Linked DNA regions of Mus musculus: regions 2 and 3 are each linked to region 1. The links are chromatin contacts, called in public Hi-C maps. All regions are on one chromosome and are shown on one strand. Each heading gives the region's core, a stretch centred on a gene start, on an enhancer-like site or on the middle of the called end of the contact. The rest is flanking DNA. Distances are from core to core; before and after follow the strand shown. Region 1 holds the start of Trhde (TRH-degrading enzyme). Region 2 has its middle 59 kb from the start of Gm22070. Region 3 has its middle 22 kb from the start of Gm22070.

The links. Hi-C and Micro-C count contacts between places; a contact is called where the count stands out from the background.
Region 2: a Hi-C map of cerebellar granule neurons shows a contact between it and region 1, with 2.3 times the contacts expected there. The contact joins the enhancer-like site here to the promoter of Trhde in region 1. A contact is called at or near these places in 4 of 39 promoter capture datasets (embryonic stem cells, hippocampal neurons, liver and 1 more), 8 of 484 Hi-C or Micro-C datasets (cerebellar granule neurons, cerebral cortex and embryonic stem cells), 1 of 115 datasets of contacts at active chromatin or transcription factors (SST interneurons) and 1 of 9 other capture datasets (embryonic stem cells).
Region 3: a contact with region 1 is called in a Hi-C map of cerebellum, with 4 times the contacts expected there. The contact joins the enhancer-like site here to the promoter of Trhde in region 1. A contact is called at or near these places in 1 of 39 promoter capture datasets (hippocampal neurons), 5 of 484 Hi-C or Micro-C datasets (brain, cerebellar granule neurons and cerebellum), 2 of 115 datasets of contacts at active chromatin or transcription factors (forebrain and neural progenitor cells) and 1 of 9 other capture datasets (adipose tissue).

Annotation. Positions count from the first base shown.
Region 1 is chr10:114,801,022-114,803,568 of GRCm38.p6, reverse strand. Trhde (TRH-degrading enzyme) reads left to right here and starts at 1,267. Exons shown (of 19, transcript NM_146241.3): 1 at 1,267-2,547. The coding sequence starts at 2,146. It overlaps Gm15723 (predicted gene 15723), which reads right to left and starts at 1,843. Exons shown (of 2, transcript NR_155864.1): 1 at 1,306-1,843.
Region 2 is chr10:115,049,092-115,051,638 of GRCm38.p6, reverse strand. No RefSeq gene overlaps it. Among named protein-coding and RNA genes, the nearest start is that of Gm22070, 59 kb to the right of the region's middle. Within about 2 kb of position 1,273, at least 5 of the 459 cell types and tissues checked have an H3K27ac peak or open chromatin away from gene starts, as enhancers often do. A contact at or near this core is called in cerebellar granule neurons, where this site is marked.
Region 3 is chr10:115,012,620-115,015,166 of GRCm38.p6, reverse strand. No RefSeq gene overlaps it. Among named protein-coding and RNA genes, the nearest start is that of Gm22070, 22 kb to the right of the region's middle. Within about 2 kb of position 1,271, at least 24 of the 459 cell types and tissues checked have an H3K27ac peak or open chromatin away from gene starts, as enhancers often do. A contact at or near this core is called in brain, cerebellar granule neurons, cerebellum and 3 more, where this site is marked.

The sequences.
Region 1 (2,547 bases), core at 18-2,517:
AGTCTCTCTCTTTCTCTCTCTCTCTCTCTCTCTCTCTCTCTCTCTCTCTCTCTCTCTCTGGAAAATAATGATGGTGATGATTTCTTAAATGCAATCTGGATTTAAACAAACAAAAGAAACATGTAAAGAGACATTTCTTCATTTTTTTTTAAATTGACTGAGCCAGTCATTAACTCTTTGTCGCCTTCGAGGCGGCTGTCTTTCTAAGCATTGTTTTAGTTACAACTCTATCAGCACATTTTGAAGTTTCGATAGCACACCCCCTCTACTCTAGTGGAGAGAACTCCAACAAACTCCTGAGAGTCCAAAGGCGGCCAGCAGGCTATATATGTCCTGTGCTTTGATGATTCTTGCTGTTAGCGTACACTGGGGGTTCATAACTGTTCTAATGAAGTTTAAACACTTTTCATGATGATACAGGGGAGTTGCAAAGAAGAATTGTGCCTAGGTGAAGTAAGACGCTGACAAGTCACGTGAGTATGGATTGATACACTGTCCTACTAATATCCAAAGTCATGGGGCCTCCACCCTCAGTTTTCCTTCCATTCGTTTCTGAATATTGTATTGTGGGCATCATGTTGTAATGCTTTCCCCAATCTCAGAATAAAATGCGTTCTATGGGGAATCCTTCTCTTGTCTTTAGTCTTTACTTACGGAGGAGGACTCTACTAGTTCATTGCTAGCCATTATTTCTGACTGCACACCTAGCTTCACTACACTGGTGTAATATATGCAGCCAGGCTTTGGAGAATTTATTTCAATTTACATACAGTCCTCTAAATCCTCTGGCGAGCTTGATGTGTGATCTGACACTGCCTCCCCAGCAGGCTCTGCCTTTGCTCTTGATGCTAATAGCCCAAGGCTCCAGTGGTCCCTCTGGGGAATCCGCAGTAGGGCTAAGGAGTCGGAAGAGGGGTGACTGCGGGGCTTGTTGCGCCGAAGATTTACAATGTACTCTTGCAGGCAGCTCAGCAACCCCCTCTGTGGCTGTGGGTGTCTGGTGTGACAGAGCGGAGAAAAGCTCTCTCTAATCTCCCAGTGCCTGCCTCTGTCGCTAAACCTCTCTCCTCCCTCCTGCCTTCCCTTCCTCCTCGCTTGCTCCCTCTCTCTGCTTCCCGTTTCTCCGGGAGTTTCAGTCCCTGAATGCAGCTGGAGTACCCTTGGCAAAATCTACACCCGGAGCCCGTGTACACACACACATACACGCACACGCGCGCACACACGCGCACACACATGCACACGCGTTGGCACACACGCACGCACTTCAGTTCTTCCCCCGGGGACGCGGCTCAGACCTTCATCTACCTGAAGTGGACACCCCGACCGGACACTTCTTCACTTGTCTTCTCTGGAGGGCAGAGCATCATCGGAACGCGGGAGGCTTGCTGCCCAGTCCGCAACCTCACGCCTTTTACCGCCACCACTGCTTAAAGTGTCCAGGGTGGAGAAGGCTTCTTCAGGACGGATGCTCCGCGGCCGTGGGACTTCCTCCGGCTAGCTTACTCCAGTCCTTTCCTCGGTCCTCTGGTCCATCCTCTCCTCTTCCACTGCGGGGTGGAAGGCTCCAGCGCCTTCCGGGCTGCCGCCGCTGCCACCGCCGCAACTGTTTTGGCGAGCACATCCCACCCAGAAGACGGAACAACGCTGCCAGAGTGCGGGGGGCTGGTGAAGCCCTAACTTGTCCCCCGACTCAGTCGCTCTCCCCAGCGCTCTCTGTCCTCTTGGCCGAGCCGAGGAGAGAGCAACCGCCGCCGCCACCCTGGTAGAGTGCGGCGCCCGGGAGGACAGGCGAGCCGCAGGCGCACAGGGGCGGGGGCGGCGTGTGCCCGGGCGCCCGGTGCTGGCCCGACGAGTAGCGCGCACCCGGCGAGCGACACGCTTCCCAAGTTGGGGCGCGTCCCAGAGCTGGTTGCCCGGCTATCCGCAGCTGTTGTCTGGAGAGAGGCGGGGCTGATGGGGGTCGTCTCGGTCGTCACTAGCCTCCAGAGTCTGTCTTGAGAGAATCTGAGCTGGCCTCCCTAGGGTCCCAGCCGGCGTCGCGCCCTCCGCCCGCGTGCGGTCTCCAATGACTGCGCTGGAGGTGGCCCGGGTGGCCCGCCCGCTAGGGGTGTCGGAGGGGGCGGGGGAAGAGGAGGAGGCGGTGTGATGGCCCTGGACGGCGAGAGGGGGGAGCAAGAGGAGGAGAAGAAAAAGAAGAAGAAGAAAAAGAAGAGGAAGAAGAAGGAGGAGGAGGGGGCAGAGAAGAGCAGTTCACCCTTTGCGGCCACCATGGGAGAAGACGACGCCGCGCTCCGGGCAAGCGGCAGGGGGCTCTCGGACCCGTGGGCTGACTCGGTGGGAGTGAGACCCCGCACCACGGAGCGCCACATCGCAGTGCACAAGAGGCTTGTGCTGGCCTTTGCCGTGTCCATCGTGGCACTGCTGGCTGTCACCATGCTGGCCGTCCTGCTCAGCTTGCGATTCGACGAGTGTGGAGCGAGCGCGGCGATGCCTGGCACCGACGGTGGCCTCGGGGGTTTCCCCGAGCGCGACAGCAACAGCAGCTTT
Region 2 (2,547 bases), core at 24-2,523, 250 kb before region 1:
TCCTACAGTTTATTTTGAGAGTTTATTAGGAAACGTGCTAACTACGGATTTGCAGCCAGACTGGACATTTTAAAAACAGATCTGAGTTGGAGGACTGTGTTCTTGTGTTGACTGTGGCATTAACTAGGTTGGGCAAACAATTTCGTCTCACTGAGCCTCGGTTTCTTTCCCTGTGTTCAAAGAGCTGGTATACTAAACTTTTGACCATGCCTCAGTGTATCCTAACTTCCTTTCCATTCCTCTCCTCCATCTTTAATGGCGAGATTGCTCATGACCACAACCAGTGGATCCAGAGAGCAGAAGCGAGGCAAGAACACCTGAGGGTGATGGAGAAACAGACCTCTCTGGAGATAAGCTTTAGAGAGCAGCTCGCTTAAATGGGGGAAGGGGAACAAAGTCTTTTTTAACCTTTGAGGGGTGAGTAGGCGCTATTGGGGGTGGGTTGAACAACAGCTAAGGATGCCTCATTTGCATAAGGAGGAAGTCTGGGTATGGCCTGGACTCGACCTTATAAGGAGAGAGGAAGTTTAACCGGGCTGTTACTGCGTGATTCCCTCTGGCATAGGCAAAGGTGGGGGGGGGGGGGGATAGGACTACCCGTGCGGGGGACATGGAGGCCAGATGCAGAGAGGGAGGGATCCCACGTCCTACAGCTCTTGAGACAAGATTTCCAGGGTTGGACATGACTACACCCAGCTCCTGTCCCAAACCGGTTCCTTCCGGTTTCATCGTTCCCCTGGCACACATCCCCACATATTACGCCAGCTGCTTCTTTCGAACCCGATCTGTAACGCTTGAGTCACCCAGGTAGACAGATCTTTTACTCCCATCTTGTTTTCTGCTCTGTGTTCGCAGCTCCCTGGGTTCACAAGTAGGGCTCTGGTGTTAGCATCAGCAGGGTATTTGTAAGCATCAGCAGTGCATTGGTTTCCTTTGCTGTTCTAAGGAGTGGCTACACGCCCTGTGGCTTAAAAGAACAGAGTTTTATTATCCCAAGGTCTCTGTACCTACAGGTCTGACACCACAGAGCCACTAGGCTCAAATCAAGCTGGAGAGAGAGAGAGCTAGCTAGCTAGCTGCTTTTTTACCTAGAAGCTGAAAGGAGACCATGCTTCCTTGTTTTTTCCCTACTTACTGGAGAACGCGGCAGTACTTGGCTCATAGCTCCTGTCTTCTGTCTTTAATGCTGTAATGATGGGGCTTAGGTCCTTACACGGTATTGCTCTGACTGTTCTTCATCGATTCCCTTGCTCTTCCGAGTCTCCTTTTCATTCCTAGGAGTCCCGTGATTACACTGGGTCGGCTGAACAGCTGCCAAATTCAAGGCCAGCTGAGCAGCAAAGCTTAATCCCATCAGTAGCCTAATTCCACCAGCAACTGCGGTTCCCTTTTCCATATTACCTAAACTATTTGGATTTGGGGAATTAGGATTTGCATCTAAAACAATAGCTGGTCCATGCAGACTTAACACACAGCTTCCTCATTCCCCGTTTTTATTTTATTTTATTTTATTTTATTTTATTTTATTTTAACAAGACTAAACAGTACAGAGTTTTGAAGAAAGCAGCAGTGGCTCTGGCTAAGATTTGCTCAAAGACCCAGGATTGTCCTGTTAGGTCTGCAGCCTTTCTACACAGTCCCCATCAGGCTAACCTTTCCAGTAAGAAGGAAATTCCTTGCTTTCTGCTCACGATTCTTAGAACATAAGACTTATTAGGACAGAGCTTCTCTTCCTTAATGACCTTAGAGATTGCAGAATTCTCGTTAATTACTTAAAAAAAAAACATTTATTTTCCTATCTTTGGGTTTATTCAGGTTGACGTTCAATTTTCTCCTTGCCACCGCTGGGGTTGGTGAATAATAAATCTGCATTGCCCCCAAATTACAAACTGCAGAATTAAACTTCGAGAGTGGAAAAATACCGTGTATTTCCTAAAGTTATTTATTCTTCCTGAACAGCTGCCTTTATAAGCCTGGGGTCGAGGAGATAAGTGAGAGACTTCCCAGTTCTCAGGTTCTTTACTCAGAAAGGTGATTGCGTCAAGTAAACACTTTTAGTCATTTTATTGCTGCAACAAAGTACTAGAGACCAGGTAATTATTAAAGGGGAAAGCTATTTGGCTTATAGTTCTGGAGAACGAGAAGTTCAAAAGTATGCTACCCAGATCTGTTTTATGTCCAGAGAGGCCTGTTGGCCACATCATAATTGGTAGAGGGTGTCACAGGCTTGTGAGCAGTAATTGGGACTAAATGATTTCATGAGACAGGGCTCCCACAATGGCATTAGTGGCTTTACAGGAAAGAGATATTTGAGCAAACACTAACACCCTCTGAATACTAACTCTGTAGGGCATTAGCTCTGCGACCACGAAATGCTACTTAATCTACTAGTACCTTGATTTCCTTATCTCTAAAATGGAAATAATATTATTTCTTCATATGAATGGCTTAAGGATTGAGTGAAAAAACATACTAAAAATTACAGATCAGTGCCTCTCACATGGTTAGTGCTGGATAGGGTCCTATTATTCTTGCTTAATGTCTGGC
Region 3 (2,547 bases), core at 22-2,521, 210 kb before region 1:
ATGCCTTTTCAAGGGAATAAACCAAAAATTTGCTAGGAACTACTTTACTTTGGCTTAAGTTAATTGTTATTGCTTCTCTGTGGGCGTGCGCTGTAGGTGTTTGTGGCACAAGAGTAGGCTGCAGGATGACGGTTGGAATCTGTTCTCGTTTGCTTCCTTTCCCTGAGTTGCTGGGGTCCAACCGAGGTCACCAGGCTTGCACTGCAAGCTCTGTGCCCAGTGAAGCCACCCCGAAGCTCCATATCCACTCTCCTTAACTTGGACTTTGACAAAAGCCAATGCCATTTTGGACCTTGTGGGAGAGAGCTGGACCGCTCCCGAAGGATTTAAACCATGAAGACAAGGGCTTCTTGCACAATTTTGGGGATGCTTTCTCAAAGCGTGCCACGATTCCAAGCCCCTGCTTAATCGGCTGGCCTTTCTGTCCCACCTGTCTCTCTAAGGTGCTCCGACACTTTTGTCTCCTTCTGCTTCACATCTGACATTTCTATAAGTTGTTTTGTTTTGTTTTGATGCTATCCAGGAAGTACTGAATTTTATGCACGTCAATTTCTTGATATTTCCCTTTCTGGTTATGTTTCCCTGCTGCTCATCCATGAAGTGAAGGTTACTTGCTATTAACCCCTTCACTGGCTCTTTTAATCTCCATTCCAGTAAGTGCTCACACAGAGAAAATGCTTGACAAAGACCCGGTTGCAGTTGCAGTCACGTGACTTGTTTTGTTTGCCTGTTGATTTTTATATTTTACCTTTCTTTTCTCTTTTGCTCCCTACTTGAAACCTCCTGGGAAGCATGGAGATTGTTTATTTTGTAAGCAAAGGTAATTCTTTTTCACTCATTATAACAAGGCATTCAACATCAAATCTGTTTATCCCCACGCGATCCTGGACTTCAGCTTACACATTATTATATTCTCTTTGTGAATGGCTAAACTCAATTTTCAAGAGAAGGAGAATATTGAAAAGAGTCTAATGAAGCCCACTTGCAGCCCGTAGCTCGCGGGGAAAGAACCCCTCTCTCATACGGAAGAGATTGAAGTATCAGCAAACTAAAAGTTTTGCTCAGGGTGAGACAAGGTCAACGGTCTGATTTCTCTCCCCACTGTTAGCCAATATTTCCAAGTGTGAACTGAAAAATGAGTAGTTTACCAGCTACTAAGTAGGCTCAAAGACATTATCATAGGCAAAAATTTATATGGGAGCTAAGTGCAGGCTCAGGAAGAGAGAAGCCCAGGCTTTCCTCCTTGGCTCTGCGCCTCACTTCATTTCAGCTGGCTTCTGGAAGAAGCAATCAGCGGTGGTTTCCAGTGCCGCGGTGTTCCTGTGATGTGCACTCACCGAAAATCATTGATGTTTCTGCTTTAACTAGATTTAGCTGCTTTGGGTTGAAAGCTCTGTGCTGTTTGAAATCCCATTTTACTAAGCCAGACAGTGAGTAAAACCGCCGAGTCCTTCAGGAAAATTCCATCTCACAGTTAGAGGAAGCTGTTAATTACAGTTACAATCGGCTCTGAAGCACTACCTTAAAGGTACGGGACTTCTGCCTGCTCCAGCTGGTCTTTGTATCCAGCCCAGGTGGTGCCATTCAAGTGGTGTCTTGTGGTTTAGCTTCTTTGATGTGTTTCCCGGGAGACTAGCCATGCTGTGTCCCTGTAGAATGCTTCGAGATTGAGGCCACAGATTTTTTTTTTTTCTGGCATCTTGTCCACCATTTTCCATTTCTGGGATTGCAGGCTCCTCTGTTCCCCTTATCCCTCTTTATAAAGTAGCTAATTCTTAAAAAATGAATCCAAACCAGCTCAACACTCAATTACTTGTATAACTGGTCCCTCTGCACAGAAAAAGCTACCTTGGGGACTGAGACAAACTGTAGGCTTATGGATTATGAAGGTTTTTTTTTTTTACCTTAATGAAAATTTAATTTGTTATGAATGGCTCATCATAACATATGCCAAGAAGAGCGTGCCAGAAATAACAATCTGAAGGAACACACGGGATCTAAGGCTTCCATACTTCTCGGAGAGGAGAGGAGATCACTGAAACAACACATGTCAGGTTCTGTTACTGTCATTTTGCTGAGGCCATCTGTTAAAGACCAAGATCAGGACCTGCTGCGTTCACTGAATCTGCAGTTCTGGGAAGGACAATGTCACATGCAATTACGTTGATTCTGTTAAGGGGACTGTACCTGAGGGATTAATTTTTTATTTTATTTTATTTTATTTTTTATTTTAAAGGGCGAGCTCATGTTATTCTTCTACATACTCACACAAATGTAGCAGCTTTCCCAAGGAGCACTCAAATCCGCCTCACGTCGCCAGCTATTCCGTTTTTGAGACACACATTGTGAAAATAATTTGTATATGTGGATAGATATTTGAATGTGTGCATGTAAAGATGCTGAAACTATATACCTGGTAAAGTTGGCATTTAGAATACTTTGGCTTTTGGAATACATCAAGGATGACCATAATAGACTATCTGATAGTTCCTAAGTGAAAAATAGAGGACCGTTTCCTTTCATATTCTGATGAGGCTTAGAAGGCAG